2 separate regions of the Hordeum vulgare genome follow, and region 1 is linked to region 2. The links are chromatin contacts, called in public Hi-C maps. All regions are on one chromosome and are shown on one strand. Each heading gives the region's core, a stretch centred on a gene start, on an enhancer-like site or on the middle of the called end of the contact. The rest is flanking DNA. Distances are from core to core; before and after follow the strand shown. Region 1 holds the start of LOC123437162 (ATP-dependent Clp protease proteolytic subunit 4, chloroplastic). Region 2 holds the start of LOC123437114 (cyclin-dependent kinase E-1).

Region 1 (3,073 bases), core at 74-2,573, 370 kb after region 2:
TGCTAATTTAGGATCTTTGGGACAACCATTATGTTTCATCTCTTGCCCTTGTTGTAATTTGAAGACAACTGTTTGAATACCATCACACAAGCCCCAAGAGTTATCTTTTCCTTGTAATCCAGCTTCTAACTGAGTGTTTCATTTTTATATCTGATCTGTGTATAGTGTTTCATTTGTGTTGATAGATTTGTTTCCCTCTATTAAAACGTTGCTATGCAGTACGAGTACTGCAGCAGTAGTAGTAGCACCAGATTATGTGATGTGATGAACTTGTTTATGTCATGTCAGTTTTCTTTGTTCATTTTATCTCCTTGACATAGTTGGTTTTGTTAACGTAGACTCCATCTGGCGGCATGGGCTGGGCATGTTGATGTTGTGAAATGCCTTTGCAAGCACAAAGCTGATGTGGGGGCTGCAGCAATGGATGACACCGCCGCAATCCATTTTGCTTCCCAGAAAGGTCATTTGGAAGTGGTGCGTGAGCTGCTGGCATCGGGGGCCTCTGTGAAAGCAAAGAACAGGAAAGGTTTCACAGCGTTGCACTTTGCTGCTCAGAACTCCCACCTGGAGCTTGTGAAGTATTTGGTGAGGAGGGGCGTGGACATCACAACAAAGACAAATGCAGGGCAAACGGCTCTACATGTTGCGGAGAATGATGACGTGCGTGCTTTCCTGAAAGAGTGCGAGCAGTCACTGAAGAAGGGAGTGGAGCTACCATCTGAGAAGAAGGATGATTCTGTAGCTGAGAAGGCTGATGACGGCAAGGTCTCAGGTGAAGCTAGAAAAGATGATGCTGACGCAGAGCAGGGCGAGAAGAGGAAGAGTGAGGAGATTGGTGCTGGGACGAGGCCGTCCGAGGTGAAGAAGGCCAAAGTTTCACTTGCGCATCTTGAAAACGACATGGAAGAAGAAGATGAAGCAGACGAATAGAATCGAATTGCCTCGAGAATGCCATTTGATGGTGCCAACTTGTATGCCGTGTTATCCGTTGTTCTTTTGGCAATTTTTGAATGTTCACAACTGTAAGAATTTTGGCTGTTCATGGGCATGCTATCTGTATCCGAGTTGACTAGTAGTAGTACTGTGTTTTTATCAGGTAGTTGATGTCTTGTTGATGATAATTTACTAATGACCCCCTTAAAAACAAGATGGTTTTACTACTGTAAGTTATTATGTGCTTTGCTTTTTTAAATTTTTAAGGGAAATGTTATCTGCTGCCCGTGTTGTAATCTCAGAAGGAATGGGAAGAACGGAAAACAAGGCCCAGCCCAGTTCGCGAAATAGGCCCAACCAATTGATGAAAGAGGAAGAAGAGAGTAGTTGGTTATCCACTCCTTCCATCTACTCTCTCACACTCAAAGAGGGAGGAGAGAAGGGAGCACTCCGCCGCCGCCGGCTGCTGCTCCACAACCCACGAAGCTAGGCAGATAGGCATGGCGGCTACCAGCGCGAGTGCCGCTGCCTCCCTCTCCGTCACGGCTGCCGCTCACCGCCTCAGGCACCGGCAGCTATGTGCTTGCGCACGTGGGCCGGCGGCGCGACCGCATCCCCTCCTCAAGCTGAACCGCCGCAGCTACGCGGCTTCGGCATCGTCCGCGGCGGCCATGTCTCCTCTGTCCCGGTGGGAGGGCCAAGGCATCCGAGCGGAGTTGGATGCGCCGGGAGGAGTGGCCAGCGGTGACGTCATGGGCCTTCTTCTCCGGGAGCGCATCATCTTCCTCGGCAACGAGATCGAGGACTTCCTCGCCGACGCCGTCGTCAGTCAGCTCCTCCTCCTCGACGCCATGGACTCCGAATCTGACATCCGGCTCTTCGTCAACTCCCCCGGTGGATCACTCAGGTCTCCTCCCAATGCATCACTCCCCTCCATTGGCTTCTCTCGGTTTGTGTAGAGTTGAATTTACCATCTCAGCTAGTGATGCCCTTTGTCGTCTTACATTATTTCGCATGGTCATCTTGTGGGCAAACTACTTTGTCCAAATACTAGTTCGATTCGTGATAGTACTCACTCCCGGGTGTTTGATTCGATATAGGCTGCACTAATCAAAATCATGACCTGCATATGTAGTAGACTCATCAAGTCGATTCACAGCAGTAGGTCAGACAATATCTTGTTGGATAAGAGTTTGCTGGCTATGATCAGTATGACACTGACATACCTTCAGACTATACGAGCTATAACCCTATTTTGCTGAAATCTGCACTAATCCCCGAATGATACTTTACTGACTATCCTTGAGTCGCCCCCTTGCTAGACCTTTTACGTATCTTAATAATTTGTCATCACGGCGGAAGGTTATTATTCATTCATTTTGTTTACAATTTTCTGGTCCGAGCATAGGCGGAAATCTTGTTCTTTACCACATCAACAATTCTGGATTGCAAATATTATCTCTGTTCTTATCTTCATTTAACTGGACTTTTGTTATCCCTAAAATAATACCAGTTTGATTGTATTATCGCCTAATTCAGTAGGTCGTTTCTATACTCATAATTGCTGAAATGGAAAAAAAAGGTTGACAAAAAATCCTAGTCTAATCTACCTATGGTAACACGTAAGTAAAGCACTGAAATCTAGGCCATAACTAAAATTTAGAATTGAATGGAGTTAATTCAAGTTCACATCTAGCACCTTGTTCTCTGTGATGATCAAACAATATGTAAGTTTGTATCACTAGTTCGCTGCTTATTGGCTTGTTATATCAGCCGAATTAAGCTCTTAGCAATATCAACATCGAGCACCTTGTTCTGTGACGATCAAACAATATGCAAGCTTGTATCATTAGCTCACTACTTATTGGCTTGTTATGAGATCAACGGAATGTAACTTTTTGGTAATACCTGCATTGAACACCTTGTTCTCTATGATGATCAAACAGTATGTAAGCTTCTACCTAAGATTAGCTGGATGGAACTTCCCCCTCCAGAAAAAGCTTAAACAGTATTATGGGTAGTTTTATTGTGAATGATATTTGTTGCACGTTACGAATGATGCTTTTCTTGTTTACATGTGCTTAACATTCATCTCTCTCATTCAAGATATCACATTTGACTGGTTGACTATTAGTTGGCT
Region 2 (3,034 bases), core at 237-2,736:
ACTCCAATCAATGGCCAAAATTGCAGTCAGATACTTGAACTCAAACATTCAAAATCGGTGCACTGTGTGATAATATATTTGATGCAATTGCAAAGTATAAGCTTTGAGTCTATAAGAATAGGGGGAACCTGAGAATGCTAGTGGTAACTTGGCAGAATGAGTGAATGACTGCAATCCATTACCAAAGTACCATCCTTTGGTTCCCTCACATTACTTGAAATAGGAATGTAGATAGAGCTACTCACCCCATTGTCACTTAGTGGTTTCAGTGGAGCTTGATATATCCTAGCCAGGCCAAAATCAGCAATCTTTATAATTCCATGTTCTTCTCCCTCTCCCATGACCTACTGGGGCACACCATTGCAGCATGCTTAGCAAGCAAAAGAGACAATACTGGACAGATTTGCGTATCAGCGTGAAGCATGAAGCAACATACCAGTATATTAGAAGGCTTGAGGTCTCGATGGATAATCCAGTTACTGCAGAAGGGGAGACAGGTAGGATAGATCAGATTTTTATAGGATTGACCCAGATAAACGTTGCATATATTTGCAGTAAAGACATCACAGCTTATGGAGAATCATGCTATTCGACTTGTTAATTGAAAATATAGACATACCTATGGAGATAGTTGAGGCCATTGAGCAGTTGCCAGAGCAAGGATTTGACTGTGTATTGGTTAATGGAGAGGTTAAGCTTCTCTCTGTGATGCCGGATAACCTCCTGCGGGTTGAGCAGCGCTTCGTTAACTAATTATTCCATCGGAGTTGGATTTGAATTTCATAGTAAGATGTTGACAGGAATGAAAAAGGCACATATGAGCAGGAGACGGGAGTTGCATACATAGAGGTCATGCTCGGCGTAATCAAAGGCGAGATAGAGGGACATGTCTGCGTGGTTGATGTGGACGTTGACGAGCTTGACGACATTTTCGTGGTTGATCTCGCGCAGGAGCTGCAATCAAAGGGCAAGCGCAGGGAGAGGGATTACAGTCCTATATAGCCAGGGTGTGGAACGCCACGAAGGAATGAAGCAACCGGCGGCGGCGGCGGCGGCGACGGGTTACCATGATCTCTCTGATGGCGGTAGGCGAGACGCCATCGCCCTCCTTGGACTGCTTGAACTTCTTTATGGCGATGGGGGAGCCGCGGCGGCCAGCGGCCTGGGGATGCGTTGGCTTTAGGCGCGCGAGGAAGACGAGGCCGTAGGTGCCCTCGCCGATCTTCCCCACCAGCTCGTACTGCTGCAGCCACGCGGGGCGGTTTGACCCTCCGCCGCGGCCGTCGCCCATCGCCGCCGACGGCAGCCGACCAAATCCCTCTCGTTCTTCCTCTTCTTCCTTTAGAGAGGAAACAGCAGAGAAACACGGCAGAGCTTGCGCAGAACAAACGGATCAGCTAGGCTCGCCTCGGGAGGAGCCGGCGACCTAGGGTTTGGGCCCCGCCCGAATCGGAGTGAGAGAGGGATTGGGGGATCGGATGGGGGCGGGCAGGCTGGGGAAGAGAGTGTTTTTGCAAAATATGCAGCGTGGCCTGTATCCTCACCTTTGGCTGCTGATCGGATGGTAACGGTCAGTTTCGATTTTATTTTTATCTGAGGTCAGCTTCGATTTATGAGTCCACAGCTTTGGTTTATGAATTCATACCTTCTCATTCTTTTTTTTTAAAGGAAATACCTTGTTTTCATTCTAAAAAAACAAAGATTTCATGCCTTTTTCTTGCACATCAACAATAGTTTTCGTTTTATTAGAAGAACACTTATAATAACTTTCTCAAAATATTCTTATTCCATAGGTATGCAAACATGTAGTGTGTATAGAAGCACGGTAACTTGCCCTTCGTTTATCCCTTTTGAATTGCATGTATTTTTTGACTCGCAAACCAACTTATGGTTGAATGATTAGGAGGATAGTGGTATCTCGTGTCCATGAGAGTTCAAGTCCCACGCTTGGCATCGGTGCTTGCATTTTACTGAATTTATTTCACGCCTTCCGTGATGTGCGTTTAACGGGAGGAGACGTTCTCATCGACTACGAAGGCGTATGTGGCAACTTTATCATTCTCAACATGATGTGTCGGCTCGGTCTTTCAAAGATGCTCATAGGGATAAGGTATGTGTGTGCGCGTTCATATGGGTGAGGGTATGCTCGTGCATATGAACGACTTCAATTATACTATGTTTAAAAAAATATTTGGACTCGCATCCCAAGTAACAACCTTGCTGGGAGGAGGGTAGTTGTATCGCTCAACGTATTTGTCTCTTAGATGCACACTTTTTCCTTTTTGAGGGACCCTTGGAGGCATATGTTGTTTGCATGGATACAACATCAACATGTATAGATTGGTATTGATGGTCATGCATCTCTATTCTCATTGATATTTCAGTTGGCCCACTCTCTTTCCTCACGCGCCACTCGCATTACTTTTTTCCTATACAACGTGTACTCTTCTCTTGGGTACGTGTCGATTTGAGTAAAACAAACGTTTGACTAGTCATAAATTCAATCATCATGTCAAATTGAGAACTAAGTCATGGTAGTTAACACCCCGAGAGCAAAATAGGGATATATTATCGTTTGAAATCCCACATAGTTGGGTTGTACCTTCCTCGAGTGTCAGATGCGATGTTGTCTGGTTGTTTAAATCATGCCTCCTTGGAAAGAACTAGGAAAACGGAAAATAATCACTACTACATGAAGGTCCTAGGATGACACATCAATCAGAGATTCTTCGATCAGACTGTGTGCATGCATGAATCGTAAATGGTATAGTACTAGCTCCATCGCCAATACAACAAACTGTGTGCAATGGTTTGTCCACGAGGCACTATTCAGATGAGACTTGCATGTGTGATGCATGGCATACAATTGGTCATTAGAAACTATTTGCGATTAGCCAAGATGACACAAACGGTTAACAAAAGACATATGTATGCGAAGTACGCCATACACTTCGCTCGAATAAACTCTCTGCGCTGATTGAGAAGAACAAACAAGTTAGCATAAGAAGGTGTGGGTGATACCCCGCAAACAGTT

What was found. A called contact is a pair of places that touch in the nucleus more often than the background predicts.
Region 1: a Hi-C map of leaf shows a contact between it and region 2, with 5 times the contacts expected there. The contact joins the promoter of LOC123437162 here to the promoter of LOC123437114 in region 2. A contact is called at or near these places in 4 of 6 Hi-C or Micro-C datasets (leaf and seedling) and 1 of 1 datasets of contacts at active chromatin or transcription factors (embryo).

The regions. Positions count from the first base shown.
Region 1 is chr1H:360,736,955-360,740,027 of MorexV3_pseudomolecules_assembly, forward strand. It overlaps LOC123437162 (ATP-dependent Clp protease proteolytic subunit 4, chloroplastic), which reads left to right and starts at 1,324. Exons shown (of 2, transcript XM_045115689.1): 1 at 1,324-1,840. The coding sequence starts at 1,434. It overlaps LOC123437178 (receptor-interacting serine/threonine-protein kinase 4), which reads left to right. Exons shown (of 2, transcript XM_045115690.1): 2 at 339-1,166. The coding sequence ends at 930.
Region 2 is chr1H:360,362,101-360,365,134 of MorexV3_pseudomolecules_assembly, forward strand. It overlaps LOC123437114 (cyclin-dependent kinase E-1), which reads right to left and starts at 1,487. Exons shown (of 15, transcript XM_045115685.1): 1 at 1,067-1,487; 2 at 844-954; 3 at 620-723; 4 at 437-479; 5 at 246-344. The coding sequence starts at 1,291.